2 separate regions of the Oryctolagus cuniculus genome follow, and region 2 is linked to region 1. Evidence: chromatin contacts called from public Hi-C data. All regions are on one chromosome and are shown on one strand. Each heading gives the region's core, a stretch centred on a gene start, on an enhancer-like site or on the middle of the called end of the contact. The rest is flanking DNA. Distances are from core to core; before and after follow the strand shown. Region 1 has its middle 59 kb from the start of BASP1. Region 2 holds the start of BASP1 (brain abundant membrane attached signal protein 1).

The links. Hi-C and Micro-C count contacts between places; a contact is called where the count stands out from the background.
Region 2: a Hi-C map of an unstated tissue shows a contact between it and region 1, with 2.8 times the contacts expected there. The contact joins the promoter of BASP1 here to the enhancer-like site in region 1. A contact is called at or near these places in 4 of 6 Hi-C or Micro-C datasets (ear pinna, embryonic fibroblasts, skin fibroblasts and 1 more).

Annotation. Positions count from the first base shown.
Region 1 is chr14:46,187,320-46,191,936 of mOryCun1.1, forward strand. No RefSeq gene overlaps it. Among named protein-coding and RNA genes, the nearest start is that of BASP1, 59 kb to the right of the region's middle. Within about 2 kb of position 2,167, at least 2 of the 8 cell types and tissues checked have an H3K27ac peak or open chromatin away from gene starts, as enhancers often do.
Region 2 is chr14:46,245,509-46,250,125 of mOryCun1.1, forward strand. BASP1 (brain abundant membrane attached signal protein 1) reads left to right here and starts at 2,655. Exons shown (of 2, transcript XM_070056613.1): 1 at 2,655-2,792.

The sequences.
Region 1 (4,617 bases), core at 917-3,416:
TGTAGCTTTGCAGAGGCCTACTCTGCAGGGTGTCGTCCCCAGTGGCTTGCACACATCTGACCCTCTCTGGAAAATGCTCTTGATGCACAGGAGCACCCTGCCTGGAGATGTCTGGGCAGAATCTCCCCAATCCTCCCCTTCCCCCTCATCACATGTCCGCGGGGGTGGACATGGGGAGGGGGCTGCCAGTGAACTAACAAGACTCAGCCTCTTTCCTTCAGGGTGGGACAACACGGTGGTTTGATGAATGGAGTAGAACCCACCCTCACCTCTACCCCACAGACCAGGCTAAGGCTGAGTCTGTTGGAGAACACATTCTGCCACTCTTCTTCCTTCATCCTTATCCCCTTCTCTCAATCCCTGTCATGGGCTAAATTGTTTTTCTTCCCAAATCCACATGTTAGAGACCTGACCTTCAGCTTGTGCCTGTGTTTGCAGACTGGGTGATCAAGACCAAGTGAGGCTGTAGGAGTGGGTCCCGGTCCCACTTGATGGGTGTGCTCACAAGAAAAGAGCAGTAGGACCCAGGCAGACTCCAGGGATGTGTGACACAGAGGGAAGGTCACGTGGAGCTACAGTGAGACCTGCCATCTGCAAGCCATGCACAGAGACCTCAGAAGCAGCCAAACCTACCAGCACCCCATCGCTGACTCCGACCTCTAGAATGGTGAGAAAACTAATTTCTGCTGTTTTAGGCCCCATGCAGGGTGCTTTGTTATGGCAGCACTAACAGATGAAGGCTCTGGGACATGTTTTCCTACAGAGCCGTCCTTCCATACACCACAAGCACCAGGATGTTGGTCTCAGACCTGCCGGCTTCTGGAGAACTTGACCAAAGACACTAAAGCACAAAAGAAACCATGTTTGGATTCGCTTCCAAATGTGCTGGCCTTTTGTTGGTTATCTCATTACCTGGTTAACCACAAGTGAGCAAGCAGGCTAGGGGCTCCCAAGGACGGTCTGTTCTGCAGCCACCCTGGTTTCACTGGAACTAGAGTCTCTCTCTCTTTCCCAATTGTTCAGCCTGCTCTTCTCCAAGAAATCTTAGTTCAAGTAAACTCTAGTGTATGTGTAAATTATTTCTAGTTAAAGTCAGGAAGAAATTCAGTCACTCTACAAAAACTAACTGCAACCTATTAGAGCATAAACATTTACAATTTTTCCTGAGGCTTGGTGTTCTCCATTTGGTGTTTCCCTATGGCTATGCCCGCGGCAGAGAAGGGAAGGGGAATAGTGGGTGAGAAAATATTCTGGACTGGGAATAGAGAGACTCAGCATCAGGTTCTGGCTCAAACCAGCTCTGTGGTTTTACACTCTTCGCTATACTTGGTTTTAGGTCTTTTTAAACAAAACTAACAGAAAATGTTCCCCCAGACGAAAATGAAAATAAAACAGACAAAAAGAAGTCCCCAAACTCTTTAAGTCTCATCTCCCTCAGAGATTTTAATTATCCCGACAAACTGTTCCAATCCAGGTGTCGTTCCAGAGTCTCAGGTGTTGTGACAGCCTCACCTCCTTGCCATGTTGCATGTGGGTCACAACCCACCCCCGGGTGTCAGTTTTATTCCTGAACTTCAACTCCCTTCACCCTTCTGTCCTCAATTCCCCCAGCCGGCTCTGCATGTCAAATAAACCTCCCCAAATAGTCTTGGAGTCTGGCTCGGTAGCATTTATTGAAAACCCATTATGTCCTGTTTACTTATTCTGCAATCAGAGCCTGCACACTTCTGATACACTAATGGGAAAGTTTTGGCCAAGGAGGACTCGATTGTTCTGGCTCTGTCCTGTCCCATGATCTGTAACATTCATCTGTAGAAAACGGCTGAAACTTATTGTCCTCTCATAGCTACAGTGGCTTACCTTGAGAAAGGGAGGGTCAGGGCAAGCAAGAGAATGTGTATGTATTGGGAGGGACGGGTGTTGATTTTATTGGCTTGAGACACTTTATGTTGTGTTTTCAAGGAACTGTATAAATCCCCAAAGTACACCTTCTTATAGCATGTGGTTTATTTTCTTAAGTCTCTGCTAACAGTGAACTGACCAAGACTGCAAAGTGCCTGAAATATTGCAGGAAAGAAAAATCTTTCTGTCTTTGCCTTGCAGTGCTGGTTTCTTACTTCTTTCAAAGCTGCCTGGTGACTCCCATCCAAAGCAGCTTGAGACGTGACTCATGAAAATGGATCAAAGTGTGGGTTAGCTGGAAAAGATTCGCTGGATTTTTGTTTCCTGTGCATAACACTGGAGAAAGCAGATAGAGTTTTTTTTTTTTTTTTTTTTTTTTTTTTTTTTTTTTTTTTTAAAGCAGAGACTTCTTGCCAGAGATCAATAACTCCTAAAAGGCAAACTGCTGGAGGTAGCTTCATTTATTATTATCCATGCTTCATTTATTTTTGCCTTGTCCCAGTACTGAACTGTGTCTGGTGCACAGTGGATTGTGAATAAATGGTGGGATAAGTAATGAAATGTGGCCCCGAGGCTCAAATTCTAGTTCATGGTCCAGCCAATAGAGCAATATTAAACCTGCCTCTGGCAACTGTCTCTCCATCTGGAATGTGAGCCCCAGAGGACGTAAGTTCAGTGGACCCTGTTTATAACCAGCACCTGCACAGTCCTGGGCACATAAATGGATAATCGTAGGTTTCTGCTGAATGAGTGAATGTAGAGGATATAACGGTATCACCCAAATAACTACTGTTGAGGAAGTAATATGTGCATCATATTGGTAAACCCTGTAAAAGAACCAGAATCTGCTTTTAAGGAATTTATATGCTTCTTTGGGAAAAGCAGCAAATACCAACACTCCATCTGGCACTCACTCTGCTGCCTGATGGGCCTTGAGCCTCTGACTCCCAAGTCAATGGGAAAATAACTCACTATCTGCCTTCTGTAACCATATAGCTTCAAAGATGAGATTCCAGAGACATGTTCTAGAATGAATGAAACCAGTCTATGACTACAGAAATCACAATGCCTTCTTGGGGTGAAGGGCATTAACAGTGACTGGAAAGGAACATGAGAGAATTTTCTATAGCATTTTTAGCTTGATTGGAATGGTAGTTTACACAGATGAATGTGATGGTCACAGCCCATTGAATCAGGTGTCTATGTACTTCATGATTATTAAATTATGCTTCAATTAATGAGTAGACAATGCCTGAGATGAGCGTCATAAAGCTGATTTCTATCCCAACACACTCACTCCCCTTTATATCTTTTTTTTTATTTTTTGACAGGCAGAGTGGACAGTGAGAGAGAGAGACAGAGAGAAAGGTCTTCCTTTGCCGTTGGTTCACCCTCCAATGGCTGCCACGGCCAGCACGCTGCGGCCGGAGCACTGTGCTGATCGGATGGCAGGAGCCAGGTACTTATCCTGGTCTCCCATGGGGTGCAGGGCCCAAGCACTTGGGCCATCCTCCATTGCACTCCCTGGCCACAGCAGAGAGCTGGCCTGGAAGAGGGGCAACCGGGACAGAATCCGGCGCCCTGACCGGGACTAGAACCCGGTGTGCCGGCGCCGCAAGACAGAGGATTAGCCTAGTGAGCCGCAGCGCTGGCCCCCTTTATATCTTTTTTTAAAAAAGATTTATTTATTTGTTAGTGAGGTAGAATTACGGACAGAGAGAGGGAGAGACAGAGAGAGAAGTTTTCCACCTGCTGGTTCATTCCCCAACTGGCCACAATGGCTAGAGCTGGGTCTGCCACGTGGGTGCAGGGGCCCAAGCACTTAGGTCATCTACCACTGCTTTCCCAAGCCATTAGGAGGGAGATGGATCAGAAGTGAGCTGGGACTCAAACCAGCAGCACCACAGGCAGAGGCATAACCTATTATACCATTACACCATCCAGTCCCATCCTTATTATATCTTTTTTCAAAAAAATGGATAAACAAGTTTTTGTGTTTTCACAAATTGAATATGATATAGCCATTTAAAATGAATTAATTATATCTACATGTATTAACATGAAAGGATTTTTTTATAGTTACAAACTTCATACACTTCATAATTACAACTTTAGAACATGATGATTCTTCCCATCATGCCTGCCCTCCCACCCATACTCCCACCCTTCCTCCTCCTCCCTCTCTTATTTTCACTCTTATTTTTTAAAAGATTTATTTATTTATTCGAAAGTCAGAGTTACACAGAGAGAGGAGAGGGAGGGAGGGAGGGAGAGAGAGACAGAGACAGACAGAGGTCTTCCTTCTGCTGGTTCACTCCCCAGTTGGTCGCAATGGCCGGAGCTGCGCTGATCTGAAGCCAGGAGCCAGGAGCTTCTTCCAAATATCCCATGTGGTTGCAGGGGCCCAGGGACTTGGGCCGTCTTCTACTTTCCTAGGCCAGTAGAGAGCTGGATTGGAAGTGGAGCAGGTGAGACTTGAACCAGCGCCCATATGGGATGCTGGCATTGCAGGCAGTGGCTTTACCTACTCTGCCACAGCACTGCCCCTTCACTCTTATATTTTAATGAGATCTATTTTCAACTGACTTTATATACATATGTTGAACCTATGTTAAGAGTTCATGTCGCTCCCCCTCTTCGTGGAGGAACGACACTAAACCCTGCCTAGGCTTCATATCCGAGTCACGGCACCATTATGTCGCTCCCTGTCTTCGT
Region 2 (4,617 bases), core at 1,405-3,904, 59 kb after region 1:
ACCTTGAGATCAAAGGAAATATTTTGTTGAACTCAGCTATTCATCCTTGATCTGCTAAAACACTTAATTCAATTAGCAATATAAACTTTGTCAAGATTTCACTTTCCCAACTTAATGTAACTTGCACCATTGCTTTTGTTTCTAAGTGTCTTGGAACAAAAGGGGGAAAAGCTTCCTAAAATGTCTCACATAAGGCATGGAGTATGCAATACTTGTATGAGGTTTGATGTAAAAGTGCATTCTTTCTGTGCTTTAGTGCGTAATGAGTTACAGTGGAAATACTTTTTAAAAAATTTATTTATTTATTTGAAAGTCAGAGTGACAGAGAGGCAAAGAAAGAGTCTTCCATCTGCTGGTTCATTCCCAAATGGCTGCAACTGCCAGACCTGGGCCAATCTGAAGCCAGGAGCCAGGAGCTTCTTCCAGGTCTCCTACACAGGTACAGGGGCCCAAGGACTTGGGCCATCTTCTACTGCTTTCCCAGATAATAGCAGAGAGCTGGAACAGAAGTGGAGCAGCTGTGACTCGAACCAGTGCCCATAAAGGATGCCGGCACTATAGGCAGAGGATTTACCCACTAGGCCACAGAGCTAGCCCCAGTAGAAAATATTTTAGGCTAAATTATCTAGTAGTGTTGCAGACAAGCAAACTTCTCAGATTTCATGAGGTTTGAAACCATAGCATTATAGAAGGGAAGGTTTAGCATCATGAGCTATGCCTCAAGTCAAGCATTTTAGATGTTCAAAGACTACAATCTTTGTAAGAACCTGTGCTGTAGGATTTCCTCTGTCTAGAGAAGTCAGATGGCATTCATAGAGTCACAGAGCTTAGATGCGTAGTGCTGAGATTTGAATTCATGCTGGCTGATGCAAGACCCTACTGTGTGTTAGGATTCATTGTGAATGCTGAGCTGTCTTAAGACCTTCAGAAATGATCTGTTCTACCTCCTCTCTTTATGTCAGACTGGAAGAAAATGAGGCCCTCAACCTAAAGCACTGCTCATTCCTGATGCAGTGGGGACAAAGCCCAGGCCACTAACTCTCCGCAGGACGGTGTTTTTGCTCTTGTGCTTTTGCAGATGGCCAGGAATGGGAGTTTGTCCCAGGGGAATGCAGACCTTGAGGAAGCTGTTCTATCCCTGGATATCTGACTTACCTTTGAGGGCAGGGCAAGGTGATGAAGCAGTTGTTACCCCCACCTCCACCCCCACCAGGCATTCAGGCCCTTTGAGACTGGCTCACCTAATTTCCGTTTGTGTATGGTGTGTGTGCACGTGAAAGCTATGCACACACCCTTCCTCTGTGTACCTGCAGTCATTTCAGAGATGTGTCTGCCGTAAGTATGTTATTCTATTGAGGATTCCACGTGGAGGTAGAGATGCTGCTGGCCAAGATCTCAGACCCTGCTTGCTGAATGTCTCGCCAAGCCCTGTTTGCTGCGTGTAGACGTGGTCAGTATTTTGGGGCAGTCACTTAAGTTCACCAAATGCCACAATGGGCAGTTTCAGATGACTCTGTAATAAATGACATGGTCTAGATCTTGAGCTAAAATTGGTACCCACTGCTCCTGTTTTCCCTTTCCTTTTCACCTGCTAACAAAAACAGGACTTGAGCAAGAGGCTGTGTGACTGTTAATACTGATGCCAGATATTCTCCTGTTCTCAATCAGTCATGTTTTAGAAAGAGGGAGAGGAAGAGAGAGGGAGAAGGAGGGGAGATGGGGAGAGAGAGAGAGAGAGAGAGAGAATGAATTATACTCTAAGCTCCCAACAGATTGGCTGATGTTTCTCCTGTCTACTTAGGGGCCAGTTCTGACTCCCTCTGGAATTGTCTCCATTGGTTTATCCTAAAATGATAACCCATTATGGGTTCTGCTTTAAGCCATCTGAAATGTGGAATTTCACATTTCACGACTTGGCTGGAGTTTTCAGAAATCAAATATTGTTTGTACCCCCCTCCCCCCAGTATTTTTTTAGCTGGGAAAATGTTTTAAGCTTCTTACTGGAATTTGCTGCATGTGGTTAAAAATCCCCAAGAAGTAAATTGTGAGCTTAGCATAAATAATCGGTTTTGTTTTAGAGTCCCATTCAGAAGAGTAAGCTACAATGCGACAGAGTCCTCTCTTAACAAGGTTTGTAATGATTTCCCTGAAATCGTAATTGAAATTCAAAATCTAGGAGGAGTTTTGCCAAACCAATTCTATGTAATTTGCACTGAGAACTGTTCTAACATGGGTTCCAAAGTCAGGGAAAATACACGGGGAGCAGGGAATATGCTCTAACTTTGTACAACACGTTTTATGTTTCTTTTTTCTTTTATTTCTTCTCCTCTTCCTTCCTCCCTTGGTTGCTATCTTCTACTGAATAGTGTGAACATGAGTTGATGACTGTCAAATGTTGACTCTGGGTGATGGATCCACAGAGCATCTTCGTTCTTCCCTCCATACTCTTGTGCATGTTTGGAACTTTTCCTAATGAAAAGAAGAAAAAGGAAACAGAAATGATTATGGCTCAAGCACTGGGCTGTTCTCAGCTTGAAGGAGTCTTCACAGAACACTAAACAGAAGCAGAAATTACAGTAAGTTCAAACTTATTTCCTAGGAGGCTTTTTTTTTAAGTGTTTTTCTGGAACTCAGAAATTGTTTTAATGATCCAGCCCTGCAGGGGTCCAGGATGGCAGGAGTACAAGAAGGTTGGGCAAGTCTATGACACAGCTTGTGCCTGGTGGAGAATTTTCCAAATAGAAATATGACCGAAAAAGAGGGTGGAGGATTAGAAAACCAGCCTGGAAGTGGTGAGTTTGCGATTACTCACATGGTTGCCACATAATTCTTGCTGCACCTAGGGCCACAGATAGAGCTTTGGGTCCTAAAACACTTTAATTCCCACAGGTCTTGCTGCTCGGGGGAGTGCCTCATCTCACCGCTTCCCAACAGGCAGCACATACCACGATGCGTAAAGCAAAGTATTTCTGTGTCAGCTTTTCCAGGGGGCAAGGAGGAATGTCCCTTTAGGAGATTACTGACTTCCCTTGTCATGCCAGAGTAAGCTTCCTAGATCAGCTAATGCTCCTGCAAGGCCAGGCAGCTCCCAGCCGCCAGCAGCGCCCAGCACAGCTCCTTCCTCCTCCATCTTACCTGTGGCCCCAAGGATTCCACCTGGTGTGGTGACAGCTGACCACGGGCCAAGCGTCCCAGTGCCTTGGCAGCTCAGAGGACAGGAGAACAACAGGACGCGTGTGGGGACCCTGGAGACCGGCAAGTTCCACGTGGCCTGTCATCCTGTCGTCACCGAGGAGCCTGGCCCTCTGGTAATGTCTCCTTTGCTGCCCCTGGGTCCTTCCCGTGGACGCTGCCACTCCTTTCCTCCCATACTACTGGTTCCATTGTGTTGTCGGGGGTCATGATTCCTTGGTGGATGATCTCTTCTGTGTCTGCAGTCTTCAGAGAGCAGCCACCCTCCCTGAAATCCTTCTCTCTCCACAACACCCCGGTTTCTTCCCTTCCACATAGCACCTGCTGGGCTGGAGACTCAGCATTGCATTAACACTTTTGTGATCATTTGCAAACGGTTACTCTTTCTCCTCTTGAAAAAATTCCCTCTTGAGTATTTCATAGTCTATGATTTTCCTCCCCACACCTTCATCCTCACTATCCACTCTGTACTCATCTGTGACCTTGGCCAAGTTCCTTAACTGCAGAGACTTGTTCGCTTACAGAGGATAGCAGCGCTTCCTGCTGCATAGGGTGCTGTGGATGAAATGAGAAGATTTGTGTTGAGTGGTTAGCATCTTTCTGGCCTAAACGATGCACGTTTACTGTGATCAGATTTGACCTGCTTGCTTTCCTTCCCAAATTCACCATGATCTTGGGAAATTGCGGTGTCCTTTGGAACTACACACATGTTCCTGTTCCCTCACTGCTGGGACAGGCATCTCCATCGTATGCCTGTCCTGCTTTCTGGAACCCACCTCCTTGTCTGGGTGTCCTCCTCACCCGACCTGCTTCTCCCTGCCTATGTCACTTCCTTGCAGTCCGTTAGATCCTTGCCATCTGCAGCCCTGGCCTGGAACTGTTGGACGATGGTCAGAGTGTTTGCTTTCATTGTGCCCATGTTTTCCATAATTCCTCCAGTATAAGGGTCTCTGTAGGGCTTCTCCATTCCTAGTGCCTGGGCCCTCCACAGCTCAGGTGGAGAGGCTGACCATCACTCAGTCACATGGAGATTTATCTGGGGTGTCCATTATTGGGGTGAGTTTTCTAGGGATATGAGTTTAGCAAGGAGGTGAAGTGACATGTTTGATGCAGCAGTAACTCAGTATCTTGGAAGCAAGGAGGTCACAAGGGGTCTTCATCACCTGCGTTGAGTGTGTGAGCTTGGAGCTTGGTTCAAGGGTCCAGGAGAACGTGCAGGCTGAGGAACAAACTTGGCTTTATTTTGGGCTTCCAGGGTTTTCTTTGATTTCCCTTTAATTTTTCTTTCGTATTTTCAGCAGTCTGTTTGAACTCTGCACAGGTAAGGGATTTTTGCTATCCAAGGAGGTTGTTACTAGGGATTTGGTTCTGGCTCAGGAAAGACCTTTAAAAGGCATCCATCTTAGAGAGGCAGAGTGGTGGTGG